2 separate regions of the Sus scrofa genome follow, and region 1 is linked to region 2. The links are chromatin contacts, called in public HiChIP or PLAC-seq maps. All regions are on one chromosome and are shown on one strand. The core of a region is the stretch at or near the end of the contact, and the rest is flanking DNA. Distances in the headings are between cores, read along the strand shown.

Region 1 (4,982 bases), core at 1,747-4,246, 180 kb after region 2:
CTTCACACACACACACACACAGAGAGACACACACACCTAGGAGGGAAAAACCTGCTAAGTCCGAAATCCAAAATGACTTCAAAGTTTTCAAGATGCTGCCCTGAAAAGGTTCGTTGGGCGGCTGGCTGCCCCTCTAAGTAAATAAAGCCGTAACGTGTCTGCCTCTCCAGCGCAGGGCTCCCCCGGCTGACAGTGGCTGCACAAAACCCCTCCTGTGCCGAGCAGCGGAAACTCCTAATGAGATTAGTTGGTGTGTGTGCAGACATTACTTAGCAATGACTAAAGGGGCTCTCTCTTCCTGCAGCAGCCAGTGGAAAATTCAGGGAACTTTTTCCCCCTGCAGCAGCAGAATCCCTTTAACCCTCTCCCCAGCCAACTCCAAAAACAACTCAGCCTCCCCCAGCCCCCTTCCTCCCTGCTGGGGTGCTGGGGGGAGTTAAAGACCAGCCAGGGGCTTCCAGGAGCAGGAGGGTGGGAGAGGGGCCGGCGGGGAAGGGGCGGGTGACCCCTCGAACACTACAAAGGAAACTGTAAAAGGCACAAATACATAAACCTGAGAAGGAGCAAACCACAGTTTCTTTGTGAGCTCCTCTAGTGAGTCATTTTCAAGATGCTGTCTGCTGCCAGTTTCAAAGCGGAAGCGCATGGCAATTAGTCTTGCCGTTTCCAGACAAGCCAGAAACTCTCCCGACACTGTGTGTGTGTGTGTTTTGTTTTTTTTTTTTTTCTTTTTTCTTCTTCTTCTTCTAAAAAGCCCCTTTTGCAGTTTCTGAAATAACATTTCTTTCTCCCACCCCCACCCGCCGCCTAACGGCAGCTTGTCCTCGGGGTGATTCGGTTCAGAAAACCTAACAAAACCGAGCCCTCTTTTCTTTTTTAACCCTCCAAAACCGTAATTCCTCCCTCAAAAGTTACAGTAGCATTACAGGCCAGCATTCAGTTGCAAGCGAAAACGCCTCGTCCTCAAGTGCCGGGGGCTCCAAAATCATCTCCTGCCCGGTCCTCCTCCAAACCCGTGTCCAGTAATAACGCCACTAGCTTTTAAAGGTCCGGCTGGGCGTGCGCCTGGGGCGGCGACCCGGGCGGGGGGTCACCTGCCGAGCCCGAGGGGACGCTCCCCCCAGCCCCTCGGCTTCGCTCCCCACGCCCTCCGCTTCCCTCTCCACCCCTGTCCTTTCCCTGGATCCGAGCATCGGTGCCCACCGCCACTCTGGGGGGCTCCCCAGCCCCGGCTGAAGGTCGGCGGTGGTCCAGCCACCAGGCACGCAGCCCGCGCCAGTCACCGTTCTTCCCAGGGACCCCGAGTCTCACCGTCCCCCCCAACTCTCCCGCGCGCCCCCTCCTCCCGGCTCGCAGCGCAGCCCAGGGCGGGGTGTGCCAGCGCCTGGTGCCCGCAGCCCCCCGGCCGGCGCGCCAACCCGCCGCAGGAGCATCCCCGCGGCGTCCCCTCTCGGAGGCCGCCCTCCGCCCCAGGCCCGCAGCCCCCCAGCACGGCGCCCACCCGGTCCCACCCCCCCCCCAAGCCGTAGGGAAAAAGCAAGCAAGAAAAAAGACACCCCCCCCCACCCGCCACGAAACTTTGCAACTGTCCAAGCAACAGGCACGAACCCTACTACCTACCCAGATGTGGGGGAGCTTTCAAGATCCTTCTTCGGGGGAATTTCTAGGAGGAACCGGGCGAAAGCCCCCGAATTTCCATGCTGACAGGCGTCTGCAGACGGTCTGTGGCTCTTGTAATGAGATCCTGATTTTCCCCCCCTTTTTTTTTCTTTCTCTCGCTCCTCTTTTTTTTTTTTTTTTTTTTTTTTTCCTCTGGTGTGTGTGAGAGCAGGAAGTTGGAGCAGTCAGGCCGAGCCGGCTCACTTCCTTTACTGCATTATTCCCCAGGCGGTGTGCAGTCTGTGTAAACAGGCTTTTCCGCCCCGCGCCGCGCGCCCCGGCCGCGGCTGTGCGCCGGGGCTGGCCGCCGAGGCCCGCGCATACTCCGCCGCCCGGGGCCCCGCACCGCGCCCGCGCCCCCGCCCGCCGCGCCCCGCTTCCTGCTCGGCCACCCCCGGGGAGGAGCCTCCGGACCCCGTGCGACTCCGAGTGGCCGCGGCCCCTCCCCACCGGGGGGCGGGCAACTCGGCCAGAAACGCAGGGACGCTGCCCCCCGACGCGCCGGGGGGCTGACCTTGGGATAGGGCACCACCGGGGACCCCTCTGCTCCCCCGGAGTCCCCGCGCTGGGCCCCTGAGTGGGGGTCTTGCCCTGCCTGCCTGCCTGGTTGGCCTGGGCGGGGAGGCCCGAAGTGGGGAGGCCGCTAGACGGGCTGTTTTCTGTCCGCGGGGCCGGGAGAGTGGGGGGGCTAGGGCATCGGGAAAGGGGTCTGCTTGCTCTGGGCCGGGCGCCGCTTTGATCGTGGGTGGGGGCGTGATTGCTTAGGATGAGAAGATGTTGCCTGTGCAGCAAAGGAGGCACAGTTTTTGGCCGGGGATGGACAGAGTTCCTGTCTGGGATTTAAAAAAAAAAAAAAAAAAAAAAAAGCCAGCGCTCGGAGTAGGGGGCCCACTTTGGGGAAAAGGATGAGAAGCCATAAACTGGAAGCCACGATTCTCCAGGAAGAGCCCTTTCTGGCCGTTTGCTATGGCCTACTGCAGGCCCAAACTTTCCTGCCTGCTTAGGGGCTCCGGAGGCAAAGGGGCAGCCTCCGCCGGGCTAAGTGACTGAGGCTTCATCATCTCAAAATTGGACTCCACGCCGCGCTATCCGTCAAGGGCAGCCCACCCCCAAGGGCTCCGGGCCAGGCTCCGACCCGAGAGCTTGTCCACTGCCCTGAGGCTTAGAGGAGAGAGAAGGGTGAGGATGGAAGAGGCCCTCGCCCCCAGCCCCCTGCCCCCAGGCTCCCACCCCTGACTGCTCACCTCCTGGACCCCTCCATTTTCCGCTCCTTAGCAGCACAGACCAGCGCTTCTCAAACCTCAGCGCGCCCCAGCATCGCGGGGAGGGCTTGTTAAAACACCAGTTGCCTGGCCGCACCTTTGCGGGCCTGAGGCGGGAGGTCTGGGGTGGTTCTCAGCCCTGGCTAAACTTTAGAATCACCTGGGGAGGGCTTTGAAACCTCTTGATCACCACACACAGCCCAAACCAATTAAGTCAGATCCCTGGGGCAGGGAGGGGGCGTTGGTTTCAAAGGATGGCCTTTCCGAGTCCCTCCACTTGTTTGTTTGTTTCTTATTTTTGCAGCCCTTCTGAGGATGGTTGGCTTGGGACCATCTCACTATGACTAGCTGTGGAGGGTTGGATTTTACTCTCCTTAGGACCCCCAAGTGCCAGTCAGAACCCTGGGCTCAGGGGACCCTCGGGCTCCCAGCATTTGCTTGGGGCCGGTGTGGCTAGTTCACTGAGAGGTGGGACAAGGCCCAGCAGGCCTCTGAGAAGGGTGGGGAGACAGGAAGGGGGGGGGCGGAGGGCAAGGTGGGGAGGACAGAAGAAAGAGATGTTGGGAGGAGGAAAGCCCTTGATTGGCCACAGCTCATTTTCCACTTTAGCGATGATGGTTACAATGTAGCGGGCTTCCCCTGGCACCCAGGAGAGCTCACTGCATGTCCCTGTATGATGCAGCTGTGGACTGGGACAATGTCAACTTATTTTATTATCCTTCTGGAGGAGGAAAAAAAGTCTCCTACGCACAATTAAGAACACCTTGTTGCTTTATCTCAAAAGCACAGGGCAAGGCCAAGCCGAAGTATCCCTTAAACCCGTGGCGTTCATGCATTTTATTGTGTGTCCTCACAACAATACAGTATGTTGTGGAATCCTAATATGTGTGAGAGAGAAAAAGCATACATATTGTCATCAAGCTTTAATTAGTTTGCCGCAATGCCTCTTTGTCCAAGGCACTCCCGAAACACTTCTGGGCGGTTCTGGCATTTCCCAAACCAAAGGAAAACCTCTCGTTTTTCTGGTGTTTTCAGTTGTCCGCGCCACCAACAGCAAGCTCTTCATTGGAATGAGTAACTCAGAGCTGACACTGCTCTTCCTCAAGGCACAGGGAATAACGTACAGGTGCCCGGAGCTTCTGGACTTGGCACGCGCCAGCCACTGCCGTCTTGGCTCAGGCCGCTATGATAAACGCCTTAGACGGGGCGGCTTATACAGCAGCCGTTTCTTTGTCACCGTTCTGGAGTCTGGGAAGTCTAAGATGGAGATGCCAGCCAATTCGGTTTTTGGCGAGGGCCCTCTTCCGGGGCTTACAGATGACGCCTCTTACTGTGTCCCCACCTGGCCTTTCTCGATATGCTCCCTGGGAAGAGAGAGAGAGAGAGAGGAAGCAAGCTCTTTGGTGTCTCTTCTCGTAAAGGGCACTAATCCCATCATGGGAGCTCCACCCTCGTGACCTCAGCTAAACCTAATTACCTCCCAAAGGCCCAGCCTCTTAGTACCATCATATTGGGGGTTAGGGCTTCAGCACGAATTTAGGGGAGACGTTAACATTCAGTGCCTAACAATGGCTATTTGTTTTCCATGTTTTCCTTCTCACTGTCAAAAAGCAGCCAAGGAGGATGGCATTTAGTAGTATAGAATCCACAACCTTTTTTTTTGGCTCTTGTTTTAGGGCCGCACCTGCAGCATATGGAGGTTCCCAGGCTAGGGTCGAATCAGAGCTACAGCTGCCAGCCTAAACACAGTCACAGCAACGCTGGATCCTTAACCCACTGAGCCCGAAGCCAGGGATGGAACCACAGCCTCATGGATACTAGTCAGAGGCATTTCCACTGCACCACAACGGGAACTCCTCTCCAGACTCTTCTTTTTATGCTTTTGTTGTAAAACAGACAGGAGTTAGGATTGTATGGGGTGTGAGTAAAATTTCTTCCAGAACCCTATGGAGCAAGTGACAGGGCCATTCATTGCTGCTGGCCGAGAGAGAATGACACTCTCTCAGCTTTAATAAGAGCATCAGAGATCTGGAGTTCCCGCTATGGCACAGCAGGTTAGAG
Region 2 (5,491 bases), core at 266-2,765:
AATTGCATTAAAAATGTATTAAGTCTATTTCTGGGTATTACAGTAGACAAATATTTATATCTCACTTCACCAGGCCTTTTATGTGGTTTTAATTTTTTTTCTTGTTTAGCTTGTCTACATCCGGTCTCCATTCTTTTTCAATCCTCTCATTATCTCCCTCTAGGGGTTTCTGTTTGTGTTTACTCTGCCTTTATCCTTCTTAGTGGGAAAAATGTGGGTCAGTATTACTTCAGTTTGTCTTCACTTTCACTCTGCTGTTCATTCCTGAACTAGCTGTTAGCCTCTGGGAAAGAAGAAAGTAAAGACACTTACAGAAACTGGGCCAACCTCTCCACCGCTCCCCTCCTCCAAGAAAACACAACCTAACCAACTCTGCAACAGTACTTCCTTTCTGTTCTCAGAGCACCTTCCATTGCCCTTCTCAAAGCTCGGATTTGTATAACTGTTTATGGAGTACCTTTCACCCCAGAGAGACGCTCCGTGCTTTGAGGACCTAGTATATTGCCGCGAATATAAGAAAAAGAAGTTGGTAATTTAAATGAATAAATGCCGCCTGTGTGAGGGACTGCTGCCCTGGTACCCACCCCCTCACCTAACCACAATAAAGGAGAAAAGTTGCAGCAATCAAGCTCAAGTGCAGGTCCTTTGACACCAGCTCTCTAGAGAACCAACAGAGAACCGTGGCCACGGTCTCTCAATTACATAATTACTTGGATAATGTCAGCAGCAGTTTTTGTTTTGTTGGGGGGTGGAAGATGAAGGGGGGGATTATTCAGATAATTTCTCCTCCAGTCGCGGTGGACAGGCAGTGCCTAACCTTCTCACCTACGTGGGGTCTCCCCACCCCTCCCACCCCCTCCAGCCGCCCCGAGGCCCGGGGCTCGGGGCTCCAGACCCAGGCCCCACCTCGGGGTGGGGGGTTTCCCGGGGATACCCCGCCCCGCCCTCGAGGCCCCGCCCCCTCCGCCGCCGTCGCCGCCGCCGCCGGCAGGGGTCGCGCTGCCCGCGGCAAGCGGCTCGGGCGGAGGTGGGGGAAGCTCCCGCGGCCGGTCGCCTTTCTCTGCCGCTGCTGGTTGGATCGTTTCAATAAAAGTCTTTTTTCTTGTTCGCTCGCTCTCCCCCCGGGGGACAGGCGGAGGCGTCAATCCGCAGCCGCCGAGTGAGAAAGCGACGCACACGCAGCGAGCGAGAGCGGCCGCCCGCCGTCTCCTCAGCTCCTCACGGTCCGGCCCCGGGGAAGAAGGAGCCCGCGTCCGGCCGGGCAGCCTCAGCCGGGCGTCGGCGCTTCCCAGGCCGCCTGGCTCCGGCTGCGCTCCTCCGCGGGGATTAGTGGGCGGCCCGCGCGGCCCGGCGGCTCGGGAGCCATGTTGTCCGGGGGGCTTGGCAACGCGTGAGGGACCCGCGGCCCCTCCTGGAGGCTCCGGACCCTCGGCTTGAGCTGGAAGGCGGCGGCTGCTGCGGAGGCCTGCGCCTCGGAGGCGCCTCGGGTCTGCCGGCCGCTGGGACCCGGACCTGCATCCGGTCGCCGCGGGTGTCGGCCGAGCTGCTTTCCGCCTGCACCCCGCCTCGCCTCGCCTGGTCTCAGGACGCGGCCCCCGCACTTGCTGGTGAGTTGGCGGCCGGCGGTGGCGCGGGGCTTTCCCCCCTGACCCGCCGACCTGGGGCTGAGAGGGGCCGGAGCGTGCCCGAGACCCGGGCCTGGGCCGGCGGCTGGTGGGGACGCGGGGGGCTCAGGCCCCGCGGGGAAGTTGAGAGAGGTGGGTGGGTCGCAGGGGGGTGGCTTGTGCCTGTCGCCCTCGCCCGGGCGTTTCCGGCAGTGGGGTGAGGTGTGGGTGTCTGACTCTCGGGCTCCTCTGCGGGAGGCGCCTCCGGCCGCCGCCGCCGCCTCCGCCTCCGGTGCTTGCTGGCGCTTCGGTCTCCGGGGGAGGCCGGTCTCCCCGCGAGGCCCTGGAAGGGAAGAGGCAGAAAGTCCCCCGCGGCATAAAGGTCCCCTCGGCGGGGGTGGAGCTGCGGGAACGGGAGGCTCAGCCCCGAGGGGCAGGAAGGGGCTCAGGTCCGCGGGAGGTGGGCGAGGCGGCGGCGGCGGCGGCGGCGGCCGCGTTTCCAGCTCCTTGGAGACGCCGGGGGTGTGCGCGGGTGGGGAGCGAGGGGAGGAGGAGCCCTCGCGTGGGGAGCGGGCCGAGACAAAGATCCGCGCAGCCTCCCGCTGGCGGGTCACACCCCTGAGCGCCGGTCAAGAGCAGAGGCGGAGGGGATGTCGGAAACCCCCAGAACCGACGGGGAGGGGCAGGTGGGGGGCTGCCAAGTATTGTCATCTCCGCCGCAGTTGCTTGTCTCAGGGTTTTTGTGCGGGATGATTTTGCTCCCCGACTCGGCTGGATAGCTCCACACTCTCTCCCGCGCATCACCCCCTCCCTGCCACATTGAGTCGCCAGTGGTTTTCCCCTCGTTCTCCCCCTACTTCTCACCCACTCCTTTTCGAGTAAGCAGTCTTTTGCCTTCAGCTTGGGGAACGTTTGCTAATGACAGGATGCCTGAGCTTGTTCTGACCCTGAACTGCCTTGAACTCCTCTCTCTTCCTCCCACCCTTTCCTTTCTGGGATCTTATAATGTCACATGGCCATTAACAATTAGCTTTTCTTCTGCGAAAATGGCAAAAGCGTTTAGCTCAAATGCATGGCGCTCCTCCTTTTTATTAATGTGTCCACCAAAGACACGTCGTTAGTCACGGATTATCACCTCTTATTAGCCAAATGATTTTTTTAGATACAGAAGTGGCAACTTTTGTTTTGAGTTTTGGCTCTTCCTAGGGTCAGCAGTGTGTGTATCCCTGGCAGCCGCTAGACCTGTCATTTATCAGGAAATGCTTGACTTAGATAATTCTTTCCTCAAACTTTGGTGATTATTTCTTGAGTTTTTGTTGAAGGATTTCTTTTAAAAGGCACTTGTGTAAGAAGGTCAAAGTAACAAATCTGAGTCACTGTATTTTAGACTTATTTTATCTTTGGACAGAAGAAAATGAATGGGATTTTAAGATTTTGATGCCTTGCAAGGAGAGCCTTCCTTGAAATTAGAAATAAAGTTCAACCCAATTTTAAGAAAAAAAATTTTGCTACCATTAATATTATTGGTTTGGTTTTGTTCTTTTATGAGATTAAGTAGTTGATTTATTTATTAAATGATGCTTTACTGATGAAGTCGTTTCCGTCTTTGTATTCCTAACTTCTGCATACTTCCAAAAACAATGGGCTGGAACAAAAGAAAAAACTGTGGCTATTTTTAAGGAATATTCTTTTTTATATGAAAGAGATTACTGGAATGTAAAACTGGTAACCTTTTATCTGGTAAACTATCTCCTAGGCCAGAAACCCTAATGGTTTGAATGCTAGGCTTCAAAGGAAATAGGTTAGTATTTGAATTTAAGCTGTTTTCAAATTACTCTGCAAATATAATTCATTGATTTTTTTAACAGTGTAAATAAAAACATTGAATGGAAAGAAATGTAAAACCTGTTTGATGTAGGGATGTTACCATTTATCAGTGGTATTTTGAGAATAGTCCTGTCTTGCTGCATGTTGCCATTTAAATGTTGACACTGTAAAAATTGTAAAAGGGATTTCAGTTTAGGGACTAGTCTCTGAATTGAGGGACTTCCTTCCCCCTCCCTCACCACTTAACAGCTATTTTTTTAACCTCTGCAAAATTAATAGGTTATGTCATTAATATTTTATATAACATTTATCAAAAGGCCATATTGAGGATACACCGATTTTTTTCTTATGTAAATTTTTTTTCTTAGGATTTTTTTTTCTTATGTCTAGTTAGATACTTGAAGTTTTATTCTCACCAGAAGGGAATCTACCAAAAAATTATCAGAGATTTCTGAGTGGTAGGATTTATGGATGAATAAAAATACATTTCTGTATTTCTCAAATTTTCACATTACTTTTACAATCAGTAAAAGAGTATATGAAGAATTAAAGTCTTGTTAATATCCTAATTTGCCTGTTACTGAAAGATGCTGTAAAATGTGTGATTTATTCTTATCCTTGGATTCAGGCCCCAAGAGTCACTTTTGGTGTTAGATATTTGAAATAGTGTAGTCTGCCAAATGTACTCTGATTACCTAAAGGAAAAAAGAGAGATACAGCAAACAAAGATGAAATTAAAATAGTTGATTTAATGTATAGTATCGATCCAATTAGTAGCTTTATACACCAGTAATCTTGCTCTAATAAGTGCAATTGGTTTTAGAAAAAAATGGAAAAATTTTATTTGCTTCGTAGCGCAGAATGGCCGTGTATATATTAAGTTTTCAGATACTAGTTTAGTCCTGTGATTATGGTGGAAAGAGATGGCATATAAAATAATTTGCTCTGTCAAAGCTTTTGTTTTTTCTCTTATTTTCAGCAATATTTTTCTATTTTTCCATTATTAATGAGATAGTACTAATTAAACTGCAAGTATTTTATTGCGAACAATGGAACTATAATGGCTGCTGAGGGAGATGTTCAGAAGTGAAGCTGATGATGTTCCTTAATAGTAAAAAATATTATCTATGAACTCAAAATTTTTGCTCTGTTGTTTTCTTTGTTAGTGTTTTTATAGTACTGAATATCTATAAGACGGTACACTTTGAATCTTTATTACTGTTCTTTAGTCCTAATAAAAATTACAGCATGTCATAGCATTCTTTTCTATAGCTTTTATACTTCTATGATGCGTAATTACATTGAATATACATTTCTACATATGCTGTATTGTAGAAAAAAGACATTGTATGTTAAATACAGCTTATGAAAATATTCTCTAGAGTATTTTGTCTATTTTAAAAGTTGCCTCCTTTCATACATGTGAAGGAAAGTCTTTTGAGTTCTTCGAATTTTGAATGTGTAATTTTGCTTAAACTTTTTTAAATGGAAAAGTTATTTAAAATGCATTTTGTAAACTGATTATAGCATTTTGCATTTGAAATGATGAACAGGTTTATGGCATTTTAAAATGTGTTTTTATCTCACAGTATTTGTGAGGTAAAAACCTGCCTTCAATAGAAAACCTAGTTAAACCTAGTAGCTTTCAACCTACAGTATTGCCAGGTTTAAAGAGGGGGAGAGCACCTATTACAGTGGCTTTTTTTTTTTTTTTATAATTTCTTTGAGAAATTTACAATAAGCCAGGAATTCTTATAGTCATTAGTGAATTCTTTGTCATTATTTTTGTTCGAGGTTTTTTAGTTGGTGGTTACTTTGATATCTTCAAATATTGACATGAAAAGAGGAGTTGCCAAGGACTAGAAAGATGTATTGAGCATATTTGAGCATAGCTTACTTTTTCTAGCCTGTTTTCTTCTCTCTGTTGGCTGACTTGGAAAATCAGTGGACCTCTAGCAGTAGATCTAATAGATGAGGTGCCTGCTGTAAGTAGTGTTGGTGTGGTCTACAGTAACATATGGCATTGAATACTGTATTTAAGGAGGTAGGTTTACAGATCC

Evidence for each region. HiChIP or PLAC-seq counts read pairs in DNA pulled down with a chosen protein or histone mark.
Region 1: a contact with region 2 is called in an H3K27ac HiChIP or PLAC-seq map of skeletal muscle. The contact joins the promoter of ELK3 here to the promoter of CDK17 in region 2. A contact is called at or near these places in 2 of 47 Hi-C or Micro-C datasets (embryonic fibroblasts and retroperitoneal adipose tissue) and 2 of 2 datasets of contacts at active chromatin or transcription factors (alveolar macrophages and skeletal muscle).

Annotation. Positions count from the first base shown.
Region 1 is chr5:87,352,205-87,357,186 of Sscrofa11.1, forward strand. It overlaps ELK3 (ETS domain-containing protein Elk-3), which reads right to left and starts at 2,997. Exons shown (of 5, transcript XM_021092733.1): 1 at 2,904-2,997. LOC110260790 (a long non-coding RNA gene) reads right to left here. Exons shown (of 4, transcript XR_002344245.1): 4 at 3,469-4,285.
Region 2 is chr5:87,178,617-87,184,107 of Sscrofa11.1, forward strand. CDK17 (cyclin-dependent kinase 17) reads left to right here and starts at 1,516. Exons shown (of 18, transcript XM_021092731.1): 1 at 1,516-1,607.